2 separate regions of the Sus scrofa genome follow, and region 1 is linked to region 2. A link is a contact called in public HiChIP or PLAC-seq data. All regions are on one chromosome and are shown on one strand. Each heading gives the region's core, a stretch centred on a gene start, on an enhancer-like site or on the middle of the called end of the contact. The rest is flanking DNA. Distances are from core to core; before and after follow the strand shown.

The links. HiChIP or PLAC-seq counts read pairs in DNA pulled down with a chosen protein or histone mark.
Region 1: a contact with region 2 is called in an H3K27ac HiChIP or PLAC-seq map of skeletal muscle. The contact joins the promoter of TNRC6B here to the enhancer-like site in region 2. A contact is called at or near these places in 3 of 5 promoter capture datasets (fetal liver, fetal skeletal muscle and liver), 3 of 47 Hi-C or Micro-C datasets (embryonic fibroblasts, heart right ventricle and skeletal muscle) and 2 of 2 datasets of contacts at active chromatin or transcription factors (alveolar macrophages and skeletal muscle).

What each region holds. Positions count from the first base shown.
Region 1 is chr5:8,309,447-8,312,404 of Sscrofa11.1, forward strand. TNRC6B (trinucleotide repeat-containing gene 6B protein) reads right to left here and starts at 1,618. Exons shown (of 26, transcript XM_021092847.1): 1 at 1,592-1,618. The coding sequence starts at 1,603. LOC102162756 (a long non-coding RNA gene) reads left to right here and starts at 2,519. Exons shown (of 2, transcript XR_001305237.2): 1 at 2,519-2,745.
Region 2 is chr5:8,105,259-8,107,958 of Sscrofa11.1, forward strand. TNRC6B (trinucleotide repeat-containing gene 6B protein) reads right to left here. Exons shown (of 26, transcript XM_021092847.1): 11 at 1,647-1,718; 12 at 732-777. Among named protein-coding and RNA genes, the nearest start is that of MIR7134, 55 kb to the right of the region's middle. Within about 2 kb of position 1,368, at least 3 of the 83 cell types and tissues checked have an H3K27ac peak or open chromatin away from gene starts, as enhancers often do. A contact at or near this core is called in fetal skeletal muscle and skeletal muscle, where this site is marked.

The DNA of each region.
Region 1 (2,958 bases), core at 368-2,867, 200 kb after region 2:
ATTTATGTGCTACCTTAGAAAAGCAGCTTGGGGATTTCTTCTGCTCAAGTCCTATTGGAAACTATTCTGTTCAAATAATGATGTTTAGGATGAGCACTTAAAAACAGTCATGAACCGGAGCTTCCTTGCGGTGTAGTAAGTTAAGGATCCAGCATTGTCATTGCAGCGGCTAGGGACGCTCCAGCAGCATGGCACAGGTTTGATCTCTGGCCCAGGAACTTCCACATCCCTCCGGCACAGGCACGGCCAAAAAACGAACAAAAAACCAGTTAAGAACTAAGAAACTATAAAGCCATCATTATCATCATCACTGCATCCCACGTGAAACAAGCCGGTCTGATTTGTACTCCGGATTCTAGCCTTAGCGTAGCAACCTACTACATTCACATCTCCACTACCTACCTACAAGGATACTGCACACTGTAGAGGTGCCAAGGTGCTGTAAGTTCTGCTTTTTAACAGACATTTACATAACATCACCAAAAGAATAAACAAAGTTTCAAAGCCAAGATGCTTCTCCAAATCAATAGGAAACTATCATTCTACTGAAATTCCCTGCAAGTAAGAAGTAAATAGCTTCTATTGTTAAACTTTCACAAAATACAAGATATGAGGTATCAAAACATTTGTTTGCTTAACTGCTGGGGGGGGGCAAAATTAATGACATTTTATTCACTTACTATGGAGAAACATCTCTGGCCAATTCTGTTGTATGATGCTGCTTATACTGCAATACAAAGGAGCAACTTGAAATTCACCTTATCTCTCACTCAATCTCTAGCGCAGATGCTAAAAAGTAATAAAACAGCCAAAAGATACAAAGATACATGAGAAAGCAAGGAGCCTGAAAAGACCCAGATAGTATTCTGTGCTCAAAGATATGAGGATAGGTTGGTCCTTAAAGTGCCCGACTAGAGGCTACTGGCTGTCTTCAGCCTCTACAGTGTATTTAAGCCCACTGTGGAAACCGGCTAGTTTGAAGCCACAGGGCGCAGGACCAGGGGACAGCAGAAAACACCTCGGGCTGAACGTCCTCTGCCAGTCCCCTCCTTTCCCCGTGGAGAGTGAATCGCCTCTGGAAGGTGGCCACACTCAGGGCTCTGGGGTGAGGGATGGGGGCGGGATCCCCCGGTCCGGGATGAGCAGGGGAACGCATTCGCTCCGTCACGCAGGTCTTGCACACAGGTGGGGACCGAGAGGCTGAGGCCTGCCGCCTCCCTCTGCCACTGCCTGGCAGGGGCCCCGACGCGCCTCCGCGGGCCTCGGCTCTTTGCCACTACCGGGACCCCTCCCCGCCCCGAGGTCCCCCGGCGACGAGAAGCGAACTCGATCGACCAGCCCACCCGGAAGCCCTCCCCCAGCTCACACCTGCCGGCGCGTGACGCCCAGAGCCGCGCGTGCGCGCCCGCCCGGCCCTTCCATTCCCAGCGCCCCTTCCCCGCGCGCGGACGTCGACCGCGTCCCTCCCCGCCCTGGGGTCAAACCCACCAGACGCCCGCCCCACGGAGCGCGCGCCCAACGCCGCCGCCCCCGCCTGCCCCGCGCGCGCGCTCACGCCCCTCCCGGCCCTCTCCCCGCCGCGCGCGCTCACTCGCGAGGACATGCACACGCTGCGCCTCAGCTTGACAGGCCGGCCCCGCGCGGCGCGCTCCCGCGGGCGTCCTCACCCACCCGGCCGCCCGACTCTGACTGGGCGGTGAGCGGGGGAGGGGAAGGACAGCAGTGGCCGTCGGTCCTCACTCACCGCCGAGCCGTGCCCGCTCCGAGTGCGCGGCGTTCCGCTGTGAGGCGATGCGCTGCGAGGCGCGCGGTCCCCGCTTCTCCGCAGGCTATGGAGGCGACGTAGTAGGGAGACTGAGGGGCTCGGGGGGGAGTCACTCCCTCCCGCTTCACCTCCGAGAAACACGGGGACCCCAGAAACTAAAAACAAAATAAACAAACTTTCCCCTCCGCCTCCCTCCCCCAAAACCACAACACAAACACTCGGGGGCCCGCCCAGAGCCCCATTCCATTGGCCGCAGGAAGGATGCTGCCGGCCGTCACTGGCTGCCTTCTATGCCCGTCAAGCTGCTGTTCCGCCCCTCCAATTCCTCGCCGCTGCCGTCGCCCCTCATTGGTTAAGTGCGTTCCGTTTGACGAGCTAGGATTGGCTACGCTGCCTGCGCCAATCATTAGGGGACACACCCCCTCAGCATCCCAGAGGCCGCTTCCTCCGTTGCGGACTGGGAGAGGCGAAGGGGAAACTAGAGCATGATGGCGGCCGAGCTCACTTGGCGCAACCATCGCCTTTTTTCTTTTATTTGCTCATTAGTGCCTCGGCCTCGCGCTGTTTCCCCTAAGGTCCTCTCTCTATCCACTACTGCCTAATAACGGAATCTATACGTCCCGGCTCCTTGATTTATCCCCTCCGAAGTGCTGAGTGTGGGCTGGTTGTACGTCATTGGACTGTTGGAATGTCACTCCCTGGTCAAATCCTCAAACTATTGGTGGGACGGCAAGAGAGCCCGTCCAACAACAAGAGCTAGTGCCATTGGTTTGTCTCCACCGAGTTCTTTCCTGGTACCTTATTGGGCTAAAAGGCGCGTCGGTCAGATCTGGATTCGTTTTGCTACGGTTGTTTGCTAGGGAGTTTAGATGACTCTGGTCGTTTGGCCTGTAGTTGACTGTAATAACGACTGCTATTTATTGCGTGCCTACTTTGTGCCAACTATGCAGAGATCTTTACAGGGACTATTGGTTAAACCCGTGAGTTTTATATTCTAAATTTTACCGATAGGAAACCAGGGCTCCAGAGCGGCTGGGATATTTGCCCAAGGTCACCTAGGTGGGAAGTAGTAGACCGGCATTTGGTCCCAGGTCTGTTTGACTCCATTGCCTTAGCTCTTTTCGCTTTTAGTGCCTTTACCTTAGCCTAGAATTGTACCCATCAGCCAACCCAACATCGTCAAAACATTTCAT
Region 2 (2,700 bases), core at 118-2,617:
CGACAATGTAATTTCCCAGATGTAATGACCATTTTCCCACATCTCCATAAATCTGCTACTATGTACTGACACAAAGCTCATTTTTCAGTTATTCTCATATTTAAGAGGATCACAGATCAGAGGCAGTTCCCCTTCTCTCCCAGGATCGTCCTCTCTGCTTCCTGGCTTGACTCTCTCCGTTCCTCCGGGGGGAACAACAGCATCACTGTGCAGATCTGCATCTGCTCTGCTCGCCATGGGGACCTGGTCAATGACGACACATCCCGGTGCAGACAGGATGGGACAACCTGAGGGCTGATCTGGCAGGGCCAGGGACATATCTCGGCCTCACAGCAATTTTTAAACATCTGAATTAGCTTCTAGTATTTAAAAATCATGATGTCAACATGGATCTGAATTTCTGGCGTCTCTTGAACATGTTGGAGGAGCTGGCCCAGCTGAGCAAAGGCCGACGCCTCTCTTGTGGTTACACGTTCTCCACAGTGTGCCGGTGGCCCCTCAGTCTCCATTTGGTGTGTCTGGCACACAGCACTCACTCACAGCACTTTCGTGGCTCTTGCACTCTCTGGAGTTTTCAGCCCCTACCTCGTGTCCAGCATGGTACCTTCCCTTCCACAGTGAGTGTGGAATCCGCGTCTACAGAACTGCACCCACCCCAACTCAACATGAGCAGGGGATCCCAACAGGGCCGTGAACAACAGATTCACTGGTACTTGCGGAGTGATACACACCTACAGACAAATCCATTTTGCTGCTTGGATTATCTTCAGTTTGACTCTGAAAATAATAAAGAACATGAGGGAAGATTAAAGGCTCGAATTAAGAGTTTGAAACAGAGAAGAAATGGCATTAACTCACGAGTGAGCCACACCTTCCTCTACTACTAGTGCTAAACGAGGTCCTTTGAAATGAGCCTTAAACTGGAAGGAAGATGTGAACATTTTTCATATAACTAGTTTTGACTGTTGCTGGTGCTCACATTCCTAAATTCAATTTTCACATCAAGTTAGCTTCAGTACATCTACAGACAGGGCAATAACTAAACAGCTGCTTGGAGAAATAAACCCCGTCCTCAAGTTCCAGTCGGCTCGGGATCAAATTCCAGGAGTGGCAGCCAAGGGATGACAACTTCTTCTCGTGACTTGTCAAGTCATCAAATCTGGAGCTGTGCAGCCAAGTCATTTGTCTCTTGGCACCAGGGACGGGGTGCCCCCATAATGTTCCCAAGAGACCAGAAAATTAGAAATCCCACAAGAACTGCCTATATAATTAATCACAAAGAGCCGCCCTGGTTATTCTGCTGTTGCTGTCTTTAACATTATCATATTAAAACGGGTACAATCGTCAGCAAAAATTATACAAATGCTAAGTACTTGGCCCTTTCTTCCCTAACTGCCTAAGGAAAAGGACTACAAATTTAAGAGCTGTAACCTTTAAATACTGGAGTATTTCATTAAGAAAAAAAAGAAGAGAATAGAGAACAAGTATTGCCAAATCCAAATCAGGAACACGGGCTGGCTTCTGCCTTCTAACTGCTTAACCAGTTTCTAAATCTATCATTTTCTATTACATGTGGCAGTGGTCCTACTATCTGCAGTAAATGTAAGAGTTGGGACACATGACACATACGAAAACATAAAACTCACCAGCAATCCCATATTCGAAAACTGTTTGGCAAGAGGATTCATCCATGAATCGTTTCCTCCTTTTAGTGAGTTCTGCAGAAAGGACAGAAGTAACCTCAGAACCAAGTAATTTACTTTATGTCAGCTGAGCCGTACAAGTACTGATTGAAAATGTAAAACCAAGCATTTACCTTTGTGAACCCTAACGCTTCCTCTTTAATGATATTTTGATATGTTATCTGATAGTCTAAAAAAGTAATATGCTGTAGTTACATCTGTTTTCATTACTTTCTTTGTTGCACTGATTTAGAAGTAACGGTATGTGTATATGCCCAGCCAGTGCTTTTACCCTAGAAACAGAAGATCAGATTTTGGAAAATCCAATGTTTGCATGTTAGTACCTTCCCTCTTGGTACTTCCTTGTAACCCAAGCCGGTTTATATTAGGAGTAAAGAGAAAGAGATGGATGCTAGTGCATGTTATTTGGAAAGGAGCCTATTTAAACGGGTCATTATTCTCTGTGTGAGCACGTTCATCTGCCGTTTCCCAGTGTAAAGGACACGGGTCCCCTATGGGAAAGAAGCCTAGCATAAGACAGCATCACCGAGCTCACTGCAAAGTAAGGCAGACGTAAGGTTCTGTTTATTTCTTAATGAGACAAACTAGTTTCTCCCCTGAACAAGACACTGTCATCAGCTCCACTTTTATTTCTATGGAGAAGGCAGGTGGAACTACGACGGGGACCCGGTGGGGGCACAAGGTGATGGGGCTGTGTGCATGTGTGCATTTTCCAGGTAAAAATTCTGCTTGTGTTCTGATGATATTGGTTACATTGATTTTATTATTCTTCAAAGTGCTAAGGTATTTAAGTTCATTTGCAGGTTTAAAGGTTAAAAGCAAAACAAAACGAAACCATCACGGGAGCGAGGGGGAAAAGTGGTAGTTATTCTTTCATGGGTAGAGAGTTTCAGTTCTGCAACATGAGTTTTTGGGGTTTTTGTTTTTGTTTTTTTGTTTTTGTCTTTTTACGGCCGCACCTACGGCATATGGAAGTTCCCAGGCTAGGAGTCAAATG